2 separate regions of the Mustela erminea genome follow, and region 1 is linked to region 2. Evidence: chromatin contacts called from public Hi-C data. All regions are on one chromosome and are shown on one strand. The core of a region is the stretch at or near the end of the contact, and the rest is flanking DNA. Distances in the headings are between cores, read along the strand shown.

Region 1 (3,685 bases), core at 650-3,149, 68 kb after region 2:
TTGATGCAGAGAAACATTTAACTTAAAATGTTTCCAAAAATAAAATAAAATAAAACACATCCACACTTTCGCAATCAAATCCCACTTTTCCTTGTTACAAAAAAACCCAAAGACTAAAAAAATCGGAATTTAAAGAGTCTTTGAGTAAAACTTGAATGTTCTTAAAACACGCCACCTGAGCTTTAGGAATCCGTGCAATAAACAGGAAATCGGCCACCTGACCACTCCCACCCTCAACCCATCGCACACACCCTTTCCTCCTCCTCCGGCACACATCGGGGACTTTAGATATATCCCCTATTGATTGGGTTCCTTCTAAAGGGGAACAGGGGGAGAGGGCGGAGGCACGAGGGCATGAAAGGGTGGAGAAAAAGGCTACGATCGGATCTCGCATCCCTAAAGCGCAAAGCCTCTAGGCCTAACACCTAAAGCGGGTGCGTGTGCAAGAAGCACAGCTGGTCTACACAGCCGGCTCCGCGGACACCGTACACCGCGGGGAGTTGCGCTTTAACTTCCTTAGAGCAGGTTGAGAGTGCAGGCCCCACAGTTTTAAGAGGAAGGCGGAGCCCCAACTGGTGTTTTTCCAGGAAGCACTTCTGGAGTGCAGAGCAAAGGGAGGAGAAGGCCAGCGCTGGGCGTTTCATTCATTGCTCCTCTCTTTCCCCTTCCACCCTTCCCTCCCCTTAGACTTTCTCTCCCCTTTCCCCTGGCGCGTTTGACGTCGGTCTCCTGGATACCAGACAGCCAATCGCCTAGCTGCTACGGGAGAAGCGCGGCCAATCAGGCGTCGTTGCTACCTGTGAGCAATATTTTTAGCAGAGAGGGACGCTCGGTTCCACGCCCAGGCAACTTCGTGTCTTTCTCCGCCGCAGGTTGTGAAAAGGGGCGCTCACCGGCCTCCCTTGAGTCCCTCTCGTTCCGCGCTCCCTATTTACCCGCTCGTAGTTCAACCGAAGAGCATCCTAAACGCACCTTCCAGGAAGGCACCGTGTGTATTGTGTGTATTGATGGTAAAGGACACTTGAAATACACGCATGTATATATACACTTAGATACGTACGCAATTTGGCACGGAGGCCTAGGCTAGGACATTGGGAACAAAACGTGGTTCTTCTTACAGTCTCAGGCCACCCCCACGTCCAAGTTGCTGCCGGGTCGCACGGGGAGGTAGTGATGTGGGATGCGGAGGCAGTTAAACTGTCACCCAGGCGGGAGGTGTGGCCAGGTGGAGTCCCTTCCCCACCCCCAGCCTAGCACGGCCGCTTTGGGTTCTGCTGTTGCCACTCTCTGGGTGGCAGTTGGCCTAGGCCCCGGAGGTGATTAATATTCAATTAACCGGGTGCGGGTGCACGAGTCCCGGTCACACAGTTCGCCCTTTCTCTCAGCTCTCCCGGGTGCACTGGAGACCGATTTGGTAGCTCGTCCACGAGTGGGATTTTCCTGGGCCACAGTCCCACTCGGGTAGGGCATTTTTTGTAAACTGTCCCCTCCCTCTCGAGGCCTCGGGCTCTTCTCCCCGTTGTTCCCCGCCGCTCCGCCACCTGCCTCGCTCCCCTCCCCCCTTCTCTCTGGGGCTCTCCTCCAAGACCAAGCGTCAGCCGCCCCACCCACCATCGTCGCCCTCACTGGCACTTCTCTCCTCCAGTCCCTTTCCTAGTTTTCTCTTAGTCCCGCCCACAGTGCCGCCAGGACGTCGGTTCATTGGCCGTTGTGGAGCCCGAGGGGTGTGGCCTTACGTACGGGGCCCTCCGCCGCCCGTGGGGACATGGGCAGGCGGGACCTGGCCAATGGCGTCGAGGGGCAGGGCAGGGGCGGAGCCGCCGCGGAGGGTCTGGGGTGAGGGGCGGGAGGGCGGGGAATAGTTACGCGGCCCCGAGCTGTGTGACGCGAGGCGGGCGCGCGCGCACCCCTACGGGAGGGGATGGGGGCGGGGAGGAGACTATAAAACGAGAGGCGGGGCGCGCGCCGCGGCAGAAGGAGCGAAGCTCTGGCCCGGCGCGCAGTGGTCGTAGTACGGGGATGCTGGGCCGGGCACCGGGCTGTGTGGAGAAGTGAGCGCGCTCGCCTGACCTGTCCCCGTCACCCCGAGCCCCAGGGGGCGAGTTCCCGAGGCCCGCGCCGAGGCCCCCGTCCTCCGCCCGGCGAGGCCGTCTTGCATTCAGCCTGCTGTCCGCTGCCGATCCTCCCGAGCCCCCGCCCTGCCGCCCCTTCTCCCCCGCCCCGCGGCCGGCTCTGTGGTGGAAGCAGCCCGTAAGTATCGAGGGGCGGCGGGCGGGGTCCGGGGACCGAGGGGCTCCGGCGGTGTCGAGCCCCGGGCCCTCGGGGACGGCGGATTCGCGGCCCGGGCGCAGAGAGGAGCGGCTCCGAGGGGAGCGGCTCCGAGGGGCCCCAGCGCGCCCGGGACCTGGAGGCGGGGCCGGCAGGCGCGTCGGGCTCGGCCGGGGCCGGGAGGGTAAACGGGGAAGGGCTGCCCTGGCCGAGCTGACCGGGAACCGGGGGTCGGGGCGCCGGGGAGGAGCGGCGAGCTCGAGGGAGACCGCGGGGTCCGCGGGGCTGGTGGCCGCCGGGACCGAAAAGGGTGCGGGGGAGCCGGTGCTCCCCGGGCTCTGGCCGGGTCCCAGGAGCCTCGGGCGGGGGGCGGGAGCGGGAGCGGCGGGTCAGGTTACGGCGGGGGGAGGGGAGCGGCTGACCCGGAGCGGCGGGCGCCCCGACCTGCCCGATGCCCGGCCCCGAGTAGTTGCTTTGCCATTTCTCGTGGCCTTCCTCCTCCTCCTCCTTTTTGGAGGAGACTTGTACTCTCCTCTCCCCTCTCCGTCTCCTCCTCCTCCTCCTCCTCTTGCTGCTGCTGCTCCAGCGCTTGGGCTCCGAGGGCTGTGAGCAGAAATCTAATGAGACCCAACTGGCTGTTTATGTAATTCTTCACACTCCTGTCTTAAGGCGTTGCTTTAAAACTACCTTCGGCGAAGCCTGAATTTCGCTCGGTGGCACCGTCAAGCGTTTTGGCTTAATCAGCTGCCTCTGCCGGCGCTCAGGCTTCGAGCTTGCAAAGTGTAGTTTGAGGGCAGCCAGGGATCCTTTTCCCTTTGTCACCACGAATATGGAAAATGGAACAGATGGATTAATACCAACTTGATTTTTAAAACGTCCTTGTAAATCAACCTCAGTGTACAAATAGATCCCTTTTGCAAATATCTTCTGTTTGCCCTTGATCTTTTCTTATCCCCACCCAGTGCTGATCCAGCAAACGTTTAAAGGTCGACCTTATCGTACAAGCCTCTCCGGCGGTCCTCTTATCGTGAAGGAGGGAGGTGGTTTTGAAAATCAGAATAGAACTCAGAAACCCTGGCCTTTAAAGAGAAGAATCAATAGAGTTTTGAAATTAATTGTTGCCTTTGTTACATTTGCTGCCAAAGAGGTATTTTCTGATTTTGAAAAATACACACTGAAAAGAAGAGAGAAGCTCGATTTTTACATTGTATGCCCTTACATGTGTATTTAAGACGGCAGCTATGTAGGATAATTTGGTTCATAATTATCCTTCACTAGGATGGCAATTCATTTAGCATTTAGTATTTTTAATTTTAGCATCATGTACTTTGGAAATTAATTTTCCTAACTTCTCCAGTGTCTGAAGGTTTAATGATAGTGCAGATCTAAGGAGCATATATACAGGATGAACTGAAAT
Region 2 (3,869 bases), core at 256-2,755:
TAACCACTGAGCCACGCAGGCGCCCCGAGAGGATCCTTTTTGAACAGAGCAGGAGTGAGGCCCAGTCCTGGATCCTGGACAAGCATCACTTTCCTTAGCTCTCAAGGCAGTTGTGAGGCAGGGACGATGACTCTTGGACCAGGGTTGCTCACCAAGGTACAATCAACCCTGGGGGCAGGTAACTCTGCTGTGTGGTCGGGGCCGTGCTGTGGGGTATTTAGCAGCATCCGTGATCTCTACCCACTAGATGCCAGTAGCTCAGGCACACACCCCAGTTGCGACAACCAGAAATGGCTCCTGGCGTTGCCAAATGTCTCAGGAGCAGAGCCGGCCCCCCTGGAGAGCAACTGTCTGACACGGTACGTGGGTCCAGAGGCTGGAGGACAGGCCCACGTTTGAATCTGGATGCTCTGCTTTTCCTGCAGCCTCAGTCTCCTTTGAAAATCTCTCTATCGGGGCGCCTGGGTGGCTCAGTTGGTTAAGCGTCTGCCTTGGGCTCAGGTCATGGTCCGGGGTCCCGGGATCGAGTCCCGCCTCGGGCTCCCTGCTCATCAGGGAGCCTGTTCGTCTTCTGTCAGCAGCTCCTCCCGCTTGTGTTCTCTCTCTGGTGCTCAAGTAAATAAATAGAGGTGGGGTGAGTGTGAGCTGGGAGAGGGACCTGAGGGCGGCGCAGTTGCAGGGGGAGGTACCAGCTGGGTGGCCCCGCCCCTGCATGGCCGGCTGCCCAGAGGCGGGCAGGCGGCTGTGCCAGGCCAGTGTGCGTGGCCTCACTCACCACCTTGCAGATGGGTCACCCTGAGTCACAGCCACTGGATGTGACCCGGAGTTGTCTCATTCCAGAAGGTGTCTGCTGTGGCCGAATGACCATGACACTTACCCAGGTAGACCGGCCCCAAAGGCCCTCGGATGGAACCAATGCCTTCAGGAGGTGGCCTTTGGTTCTGGGTTCTAGAATGTGATGATGGAGGCCACGGTAGAGAAGCTTCTAGACTCCAGGAACTTCCACTCCCCCTGCTCTGTAGCATGCTGTAAAGACACCTGGAATGCAACACCCAACGGTAGCTCACATTCCAGCTCTCTGGCCTTGGTTTTCTGAACAGAGGCCTGGGACTGAAGGAGGGCCTGTGATCATTGACGTGCATTGAGCATGTCCTATACGACAGGGTCTTTGTGTCCCTCCTGTCACAGAATTCATGCAATGCTCCATGAAGTAGGCGCTTTGATTACTATCCTTGTTACAGCTGAGGAAGCTGAGCTCAGAGAAGTTAAGTAACTTGCGCAAGGTCACACAGCGAGTAAGTAGAGGGGGCTGGGCGCATACCCAGGTCCGCCCCAGCCGCATGGTTGAGGGCAGCAGTTGCATAGGTGAGGGCCCTGCTGACTGGGTAGTGGCAGTGAGTATCAAGGATGGGAAGAGTGACGGCAGAGTGAGGAGGGGCGGGACCTGGCGCCCAGTCCAGTGTGGGCAGGAGTGGAAGATGACTCGCAGGTTTGGAGCCCCAGGGACTGGGAGGGTGGCAGTGCTATTAATAGACACAGGGAAGTCAGGAGGAGGGGCCGGTTTAGGGCTAGATGATAGTGCATTCTTAGAAGCTGATTTGCTAACAGTGGGACGTTTAGGGTGAGATCCAGTACAATGAGGAAAATTCAGCACATACAAAAATACCACCAAACACCAGCAACCCCCTTACCAAAACTGAACCACCAGAGTCCCCAGCCCTGTGCTGAGGCTGCCGAGCCTGGGTGTGCGGTAGCCTTGTCCGAGGCCCAAGTTCAAATCCCACACTGACCGCTGGGGGTCACCCCTGGCGCACAGAGCACGGTGCTGCTGGGGCGGGCCTGTAATAGGGTCCACCTAGGGGAACATCGCAGGCTGCCCCTGGCCAGGAAGGCAGAGGTTTCCTCTTGTTTTAGGGGTGAGGGGGGGCTCACAAGACACTGAGCTACTCCTCCTCCCCAGGCTCCCACACATGTGGCAACACCATTTCACCGGAATTTCTGTTAACACTACCCCCACCCCGCCCCCACCCCCAGCAAGTTCCGCTGACCTTAGAACCATAGGAGGGGAAGCAACAGAGCCCCCTTCCCCGAGCAAGCCTCAAGTGCTGGCTCTCAGGGTCCAGTCCCGAGGGACACCTTGTCCCGGGCGCTGGGGGCCAGCGACCTCAGGCAGCAGAGCCCATCGGGAGCAGGAGCCCAGCTGTTCCCAATCACATAGCTCCCCTGACATTTGCGTCAGCAGCTCTGCCCTTTGACCTTTAATTCCCGGGAGTGGAGGGTGGAGGCAGCTTTAGTGATCAGGACTAATTATTTGCAATTCGATTCAACCAGCAGTTTATTGGGGTTTGGCCTGGCTGCCTACCTTCCAGACGGCCTCCCACACCCCCAGGTTTACAGCCTTGGCCTCCTTGGGAAGCTGGGAAGAACAGAAGGCCGAGCCAGTCCACCTGGGAGCCACCCGGGGTTCTTCTGGACTCCCCCCTCCTGGGAGCAGCCTGTGGGCAGTGACGCTTATAAAAGTGCTTTGAGACCACCCCCCACCACCACCACGATAGAGGAGGTGTCCCATGCGCATGGCCAGCTCGGCTAGGTGTCCCCTTGGGCCAGCCTCCAGCTCCGGTCCGGGCTTGTTGGGACACGTCCCAGGGTGGGTTGGCCAGGCCAGGAGGCGCTGGCCTTGCAGCTGTCCTGCTAGAGGGTGCAGGGCTAGGAAGGGAAGGGAGTGGGGCTCCCCAGGTCCCGGGGCTACTGCGGTGTCCAGTATCCCTCTATATTTGTCCTCTTGGAGGGGCAGGCGGCCAACTGGACCCATGACGTCTTCTCCCGGGGCCTGGGCTATTTTGGAGTCAGCCTTGGGGGGATGGGGAGGAGGGTGGGGTGGGTTTAAGGGAACATTTCCTCCTGGCTCCAGGTCAGAGAAGAGGCAGAGGTTGTGTGGCATGGAGAACCGGCCCTGAGACCTTTCTCAGAATTCCCTGTGCAGCTACGGAGATGGTCCTGGGCTCGGCTTCCTGGGGTTGCCTGGGCTCTGGGGCCGCGCAAGGGCTGTCTGGGCAGAAACCCCAGCCTCTTCTCCCCGTGGCTTTTTCCAGCCGTTCAGACATCATCCCTCAATTAAGAAACAACTTTCTCCATGCTAGGTCTCACCTAGGACCAGAGCTAGGTCGGTGGCTCCCATCTGTCCTGTTTCTCAGGGCACCAACATTTCCAGAAAAAAAACTTAGGACCAGACATGTTCACCAGGTCCATATGTTGCTGAGTTAAGGACACTAAAAGGAAGTGTCAGAGGAAAGGTCTTTTTGAACACGCACAGGCGTGTGCTCACACACACCACTGAACACAGTACAAGTGAAAGGGCTGCATTTCACATCGTGGGTCTCCCTCTGTGAAAACCTCACTGCATTGTCCTTGTTTTTCTCACTTTGCCACGGGCAGATGAGAACATGACAACCCTGTCGATGGGCTCATATTCCAAGAAGGATGGGTCCCTGGCAGTCCCTGCCTGGGCCCAAGGCCTGGGGCAGCAGAGGACCCCCCCATACCCTCTCCCACTCTCTCGTGGAGCAGCAACCCCCAGCCCCAGTATTTGCAGGCGGGGAGGCTGGGGAGCAGTGTGGTCACTGTGCCAGTTTCTGGAGCAGCAGGGCCCTGGAGATGTCAGCCCACTGTCACCGCGCTGCTTTGAACCGGACCTGGACAGGGGCTCAGAGCCCACGTCCTGGCCTGTGATCTGAGACTAGTCGCTGAAGCTCCCCCTCGAGCTTCCATTTCTTGTTCTGTAAAATGGGTATATTGGCTCCTCATCACAAGGCCAGTGGGATGAAGTGAGAGAGTGTGAAAGTATTTTGTGGCCTATAAAGCTTGGGCAG

The links. Hi-C and Micro-C count contacts between places; a contact is called where the count stands out from the background.
Region 1: a Hi-C map of spleen shows a contact between it and region 2, with 2.1 times the contacts expected there. The contact joins the promoter of TOB1 here to the enhancer-like site in region 2. A contact is called at or near these places in 2 of 3 Hi-C or Micro-C datasets (skeletal muscle and spleen).

What each region holds. Positions count from the first base shown.
Region 1 is chr18:35,932,616-35,936,300 of mMusErm1.Pri, forward strand. TOB1 (protein Tob1) reads left to right here and starts at 1,900. Exons shown (of 2, transcript XM_032321475.1): 1 at 1,900-2,250.
Region 2 is chr18:35,865,151-35,869,019 of mMusErm1.Pri, forward strand. It overlaps LOC116578224 (a long non-coding RNA gene), which reads right to left. Exons shown (of 3, transcript XR_004280778.1): 2 at 878-1,038; 3 at 577-610. Among named protein-coding and RNA genes, the nearest start is that of TOB1, 67 kb to the right of the region's middle. Within about 2 kb of position 1,506, the one cell type or tissue checked has open chromatin away from gene starts, as enhancers often do.